2 separate regions of the Mus musculus genome follow, and region 2 is linked to region 1. Evidence: chromatin contacts called from public Hi-C data. All regions are on one chromosome and are shown on one strand. The core of a region is the stretch at or near the end of the contact, and the rest is flanking DNA. Distances in the headings are between cores, read along the strand shown.

What was found. A called contact is a pair of places that touch in the nucleus more often than the background predicts.
Region 2: a contact with region 1 is called in a Hi-C map of bone marrow-derived macrophages, with 30 read pairs. The contact joins two enhancer-like sites. A contact is called at or near these places in 2 of 15 datasets of contacts at CTCF or cohesin (the NIH/3T3 cell line and large pre-B cells), 2 of 484 Hi-C or Micro-C datasets (bone marrow-derived macrophages and nephron progenitors) and 4 of 115 datasets of contacts at active chromatin or transcription factors (SST interneurons, embryonic stem cells and pancreatic cancer cells).

The regions. Positions count from the first base shown.
Region 1 is chr10:67,485,441-67,489,139 of GRCm38.p6, forward strand. No RefSeq gene overlaps it. Among named protein-coding and RNA genes, the nearest start is that of Gm51825, 4.7 kb to the left of the region's middle. Within about 2 kb of position 2,176, at least 50 of the 459 cell types and tissues checked have an H3K27ac peak or open chromatin away from gene starts, as enhancers often do. A contact at or near this core is called in bone marrow-derived macrophages, where this site is marked.
Region 2 is chr10:67,759,349-67,762,696 of GRCm38.p6, forward strand. All of the region lies in intron 1 of Gm40681 (a long non-coding RNA gene), which reads right to left. Among named protein-coding and RNA genes, the nearest start is that of Gm40681, 17 kb to the right of the region's middle. Within about 2 kb of position 1,278, at least 38 of the 459 cell types and tissues checked have an H3K27ac peak or open chromatin away from gene starts, as enhancers often do. A contact at or near this core is called in bone marrow-derived macrophages, where this site is marked.

The DNA of each region.
Region 1 (3,699 bases), core at 926-3,425:
TCATTCATAGTGCCATTGTTTAGTTTCTGCTCTGCAAGACTGTAATAATAGTGGGGTGGGTAAGAGTTTAAAGAGGCAGTTTAGCTGGGTATGGAAGTAATAGAAATAGGAGGTGATCCTTGGCTACATAGTGATTTCCTGTATCAAACAAGCAACAAAAAATGTTGAGCTCTGAACTGAGATATATACTTGCCCCTCTGCCTCCATACTGTTGGAGTTACAAGCAGGTATACCATAGACAGTTTTTACATACTGAATGTTGGGTACTCGTGCTTTGGTGACAAGTGCTTTGCTAACTGAGTCATTTCTCTACCTCCTGTTCATAGGTTTCCAGTCTTAAACTTATGGATGGTTCTATTTTCTTTTTCTTTCTCCCTCTCTCTCCTTCCTCCCCACCCCCTTGAACCCCATCCTAGCTCAGGATGGCCTTGAATTTGCTAAGCACCTGCGGATAACCTTGAACTTCCGATCCTCCTGCCTCCCCCTCCTGAGTGCTGGGATTACAGATGTGACTCACCTAGCCTGGTTTTATGAAGTGTTGGAATTTGTTTCAGATTACCTTAATAGTATTGACACTAGCCTGATGGGTTATAGGTCAAGTACCCAAGGTTAGGGTTAACACACAACCTATAAAGTACATCAGTGTGAGCCAAAAGGTTGTAAACCATACTTCTCGCTGATTGTGAGTTGTAGCCCAAGGGTACCACTTATTGTCTAGCTCCCGTGCACCATACATTGCTGCAAAGACTGTGTGCATTTTAATTCATTTGCTCTTCATAACAGTTCACCGAGTTGGATTCAGTTACTGCCCTCACATTACAGAGGAGGAAACTGATACACAAAGAGGTTACAAGATGTGCTAGTGGAGTTGAAACTGTAACTTTGACACATTGGTTTCCAAGCATGTTGGGTATTCCATTCTTTAAACCGAAACTCAGTGAGTCTTTCAGGTCTGGACCCATTTACCTGTCTGTAATGGGGCTGGCTCTCCAAGGCTAGCCATCCTTTTCAGATCCAAGTCTACACACTGTTCCCAAATTAAACCTGGAGGGATCCTTCGGTTCCTTTCTCCCAAGCATCCCAGTTCTGCCCTCGTGAGAAAAGTGTATAGGGTTTACATGGACTTGGAAGTCATCCAGAAGAACAAGGGTCAGGCCAGAGTCACTCTCAATGAGTGAATGCAGATGAGCTTGGCAGGGCGGGATCACTGGGATCCGGGTTGATGAATGAATTACTGAACAGGCCTCGGAGACATCTGTAAGTGTCTTCTAAGGGTCTGCTATTATGTGAGTTGTAGACTGGTTAAGATGTGGAGATTAGTTTTTCTCAAAGAAGCAGGAAGCTGATACCTATCATAACGTTTCCGTGGAAGCATCTATCGGGATGGAGTAGAGATCTACCAGACATGTAGCTGTGGGGAATGCTTAGTATAGGAGCTGGTTCCCAGACTCCAGGCTTCTCAACCAGCCTCCTCCACTGTAGAGTCCACAAGTCACTGCTGCAGAGGAGGCTGGAATTAGAAAGTAGAGCCGTGTTATGCTGGATGGAAGCTAGGGATTTTGATGGACTGTTCTGTTGGGGGTCTGAGATGGTAGAGCATTGGCAACAGCGAAAGCAAAGAAGGAAAATGGCCTTTAATGACACTGTATGGCAAGTCCAGCCTACACACTTTGGCACGAATTTTTATTATATTTATCTATTTGTGTATGTGCGCATGTGTGTAGGTGAGTGCATACCATTGCAAGTGTGAAGGTCAGAGGACAACTTACAGTTGTTGCTCTTCTGCTTCCTGGATATAATGTAGGTACCAGAAGCCACTCAGGTTGTCAGGGTTGGCAGCAAGCACCTTTATCCACTGAGCCATCCTAAGTGTCTGGGGCTGGATCTTGAAAACCCTTAAAGACCGTAGGCTTAATCTCCTAAGTTGTGGAATCTGATGATGATGCCAAAACCAGGTTGTGTGACATGACCAAATCCTTAGTTTGGGACAGATAGGAGGAGAAAAACTAGGGAAAGTGATTAGTAGGTGCCAAGGATAGCCTGGATGAGACATGATAGCCTGGCTAGCCAAGCAGGACTATGGTCTGCCCTCCACACAAGAACCTGGTATACCTGCTACAGAGAACTAAAGAGATGAAGCACTTCCATGACTTCCTTTCCCATGAGGTGGCTGCACACAGTCAATGATTGACAGATCTGGGCAGGATGAGTCATGACGTAGTCAGCAACACTCTGTGCCAGCCCTATGCCAACTGTTTTACATAAACTTCTCTGTAAACCTCACAACAGCACGGTGAGACAGCTGGTGTATTTTACAGATGAGGAAAAGAGAGTCGCAAAGAAATGAAGCACCTCACCTTCAGATCGGAAGTTCATGGCACAGTGGAACTGCAGATGTGGCGATCTGATACGAGAGTTCACGCTCTCTGCCAGGAAGCTGTACTATTTTGCCAGAGTGAGGTGCTTCCTTGAGAACCAATCTTCTTATTCATGCATGCACAGAGTTTTGCATCCTTACTATAATCATCAAGTTTCATGCCCTACTCTTCCTAAAATGTTTTGCTATGCCATATGGCATCTTCCTGTGGAATGGGGAATTACTTTTGTCACGCTGGAAACGGGTGGTAGGTTTCTTCAAGCCCTAATAGGCCTCCCTTCCGATATCTTCATTTCCAGGGTCAGCCCCAGATCTGGGAATTTTCCCTTGGAAATGACATTAGTCTACTGTGTTCACTGAATGCCCTCATTGGTCCCTGGAGGTCTTGTGACTTGTAAGGAAGACTGTAGCAAATATTTTGAGGCATGGAGTATTTGCTAGGCCTAGGGTTATTTGCATGGATGGAATCTCTGGAGGCAGACTTACCACTGGATGGAAGTCATGCTGCAGTTCTTAATTTCTTTCGCCAAATTGTGCAAAATTTGGAAAAAAAAATATTTGCCGTTCATGGTCACACACTGCCACATTCAAAGAATGAAATTATCAGTTTCAGTGCAGCCTGGCTCTTAGTGGGCATTGCTGTCTTATTAATTGTTCTTATTAATTGCTCTTATTTCAAAAAGTTAGAACAACACATGCTACTCAATTTAGATCTACATTTGCTAGGTGGTGTCTTTTCCTGTATCCTTACTGAATAAATGTATTAGCATTTTCAGTTTGTGACTATCTGCTTGCTCACTTCATCTGCCTTTCCACAGAGCTCTATGAGTCATTTCCTAGGTTGACTACCCAGATATGGGGCAGACACAGGGCATGGGTGCACAAGGAAGGGAGGCAAATTAGGGATTGAGGAAATCTACCTCCAGTTAACCAACATGACCAAAATACATTCCCCATGTACAGCCCACCTTAGTGTGATATTCTGGATGGCGATAAAATCATCTCCCCTTTTCTCAGATAATAATGAGTCCTCCATTAAGTAGATAGTTAATACACAGAAGCATTTAGGCATCAGGATAGATATTCTACTTTAGGAAGACACTACGGGTAAGAGAACAGGGAACCACCCCTCTCCCCAGAAGACCTACATTATAGAATCCATGTACTTCCCTGGCAGTTTCGAGAATAAAGTATAATCACTATTCCGAGAGGAACCTGGGGCCTGGATGAGCACCGGTTTTTTTTTTTTTAACTAGGAAAGTCATAAGCTACTTCCATATCTGTGATCTTAGAGACATTATTGCAAAGGACAGCCTCAAAGG
Region 2 (3,348 bases), core at 28-2,527, 270 kb after region 1:
AAGATGGACACAGTCTGTAACACCAATGCCTTGACTATAGCAGTGAGTGGCAGAGACGCCCAAGGTACACAGAACATGGCCAGCACTAAACAGTCTTCAGGATTGTTTAAGTCACTCTGTAACCAACACAGCCTTCAGACCTCTTTTTCTCTGGCCCACAGAATGGATAGACGTTGATTAGATAATGATTTATTAGGTACAGATTCAGTAGCTTGCTGTAAATGCCATTTCTCAGTGTATTATAGATAACCAGACACCATGCTACCTGAGGCTATAGCACACACTTGCAAATTCAGGAAGTGTGCATGCCTTGCTTTAATGCTAATGCCTCATTACCTAACAGGTAGGAAGGGCTAACTCTTGGTTAAGTATTTTTGAACACATACACACACAGAAAGACAGACAGGCAACACACAGACACACAAACACACAGACACACATATACACATACACATACACATACACATACACATACACATACACATACACATACATATACATATGTGTGTACATATATATATATATATATATATATATATATATATATATATATCATGCATGCACATATACACACACAGAAACACACACACATAGAGACAGAAATACACACGCACATACCCCACACACAGAGAAATATACGTGTGCACACACACACTTTGGCATAACAGCCTTTTTAATTGAGCATCTTCACGAGAAGGAGTTCACAACTGTCTGTTTCTATTAAGATTTTTCTGTTGATTGTTGGCATTTAATTTGACTATAGAATCCAAATCTATTCCTCATCAGGTTTTAAAATCCTCATTCAACTTCTCCATATAGAGAAAACACTAGTCCAAACTTGACAATAATAATAATAATAATAATAATAATAATAATAGCAAGATTCTCAATCATGTTCCATTGTTGTGGAGCCTGCTAGCATGCACACACATATGCTGGCACTTTTGTGGTGTGATTGGAGCCTCTGGTGACTTGGAATGTAAGTTCCTCAGACAATCGTTCAACCATCACGGCTTCAACCCTTTGGATCCTGAAGAGCTTTCCACAGCTCCCACATATTTCTGACTTGACGGCACTCATAGGCAGCAGCCGCCTCTGTTTTTAATTGGCCCTTTGGTGAGGATGAAGCTGGGCAGGATTAACAGTCACAGGCTGGATCCTGAAGGGGGAGATGTGTTTGGAGGATGGGGGTCACAGAAATCGAGCCTCACCTACTACATACAGCAGAAGGCCAGACACAGCCCAGGTCCACACCCAGCCTCTCCTCCTCAGGATGTTGCTCAACATCCCTTGGGGGAAGGGATGGGGGTGGAGGACAGGCAGTGGCTAATTTAACATAATCAACATGTAATAAACTCCATTTTGCTTTTAAAGTAACAAAAAGAGAAGGAAAAAAAATCCCTTAGTGTAGTTTCTAGACTTTTCAGTCGTAGCAGGAAATGGTGCCAGGGGAAGTTGAATTTGCAAGGCCCCACTCAGCTGGAACGCCTCCCACCCCCACCCCCATCTTCTCCAGATTGAAGATCTTCAATTCCAATTTCAGTATCTCTCCTTTCTCTCTCCCCCTCTTCCACCCCTCCCCCTCTTCCTTTCCTGTTTCTCCCTCTCCTTTTTCTTCCCCGTCCCCCTCCCCCCTTTTATTATGATCTTCTTGGAGTTCCAGTAAAAAGTAATAAATCCTCTCTTGGGGCAGGGGAGGGGTGCAGGATCGCATTTTGCTTGTGACCCCTGGTGATATCCTCACCTCTTAAAAAAGGGGGGGGGGTTCATGGGTCCAAGTTAGTCATCTCTGTTCCTTAGCCAGTCGGATGTATTAAGTTGTCATCTTCATAATTCTTATGTCACCAAAAACCTTCCATGGGCTCAGGAGAAGGGAGCTTCTTTCTGAGACCCTTGAGGTCATGGTAATTAAATCCAGTCAAACTCTCTGCCAGGCACAGTGCAAAATGAACTGGACTCCACATCACACAGAGAATCGGGTTTGTTATAAGAGATGTGGGTCCCGTCATGCCTCCTCCTTCCAAGTCCTAGAACACAGCTCCTTACACTATAGATCAAATCACTAAACACGGAGGTCACGAAAAGCCAAGGAAACCGTAAAAGGGAAGGGTTTCTGAACTCACTGACAACCGAAAATTAATTCCGTATCAAACCCACAAGCAAACCAAGGTGCGTCACATGATTTCGCCACAGCACACGGTTCAGAGCCCTGCTCCCAGCACGGCTCCCGGGACACATTAAGGAACACTGCACAGAATATCTCAGCTCAGGTTCAAGTCCACTCTGCTGTTTTAATGTGCATATCATTTTCTATTCTTATAGTAACATTTCCTGGCCAAACAAACAAATAAACCAACCTTAATATTTTCCCACCAGCATAACTTAGAATGTATCAAATCAGCTTGTCTTTGAGTTGTATTATGTGATAACATTTAATTCAGAAAAAAAAGAAAAAACTACTGTTCTAAGTTGCTGGCTGGCTTTAGTTTTGTGAAAACAAGTTTTCAATGAATTTTGGCTTGAGATTAGGGTACAATTGAAAACAATGTCTGAAAGGACCCTGATCATATGTCTGCCACTTTTGTAGTATGAATTTATGCGGGGTGGTATTCTCAGCATTGAAGATTATGAAGTCAAATGACCTATGAACTCTGAAAAACACTGAAGATGCTCTATAGAAATACTCTGCGGTATCAGACATTCAGCCAAGATTTAGTCCTTTATGTAAAAATAGACATACATGTTCACCAAGTTGGTATGCAAATTTGCTTTCATGTTTAATGAGTGGCAAAATTCTATATGTATCAAATAACAGTTTTAAATTAAATTGCTTATTTAGTTAGTAAATAAATTCTGATTATCATGCCCATTTTCTATGCCCATGTACCTGAGTTCATATAAACATTTCTTAAATGGAAGCCTTCTTGGTCTAGAATATTAACTCTGTGGCAGCCACCCAGCCAGATGTTGCCACATGTAGGGAAGAAGGCATAGCTCTGCTCTGGAAGGACTCAAAGTCTGACTAGGGGAAGCAAGTTCCATCTTGCTTCATAACGTCATTCACAAGCTCAGTTCTTCAAGCAACACACAATTCGTTCTCCCACGGATTTCCTTTCAAGCAGAATCAAAATTTATTTAGACACGTTTTGAATATAGATCTTTTACATACGAGTCAATAGAGGGACACTCATGGAGAGGATAAGAAAGGTCCATATGTAGGTATTGGTTTCTCAAGGGAGTTATTCTCCAATGGCTTCGCTGGACAGATCATCTTGGTCCAGCTTCCTTGGGTGTCCCTGAATCAAGGTGTCTCACGAGACTGCAGTCAAGACATTAGCCAAGACTCTC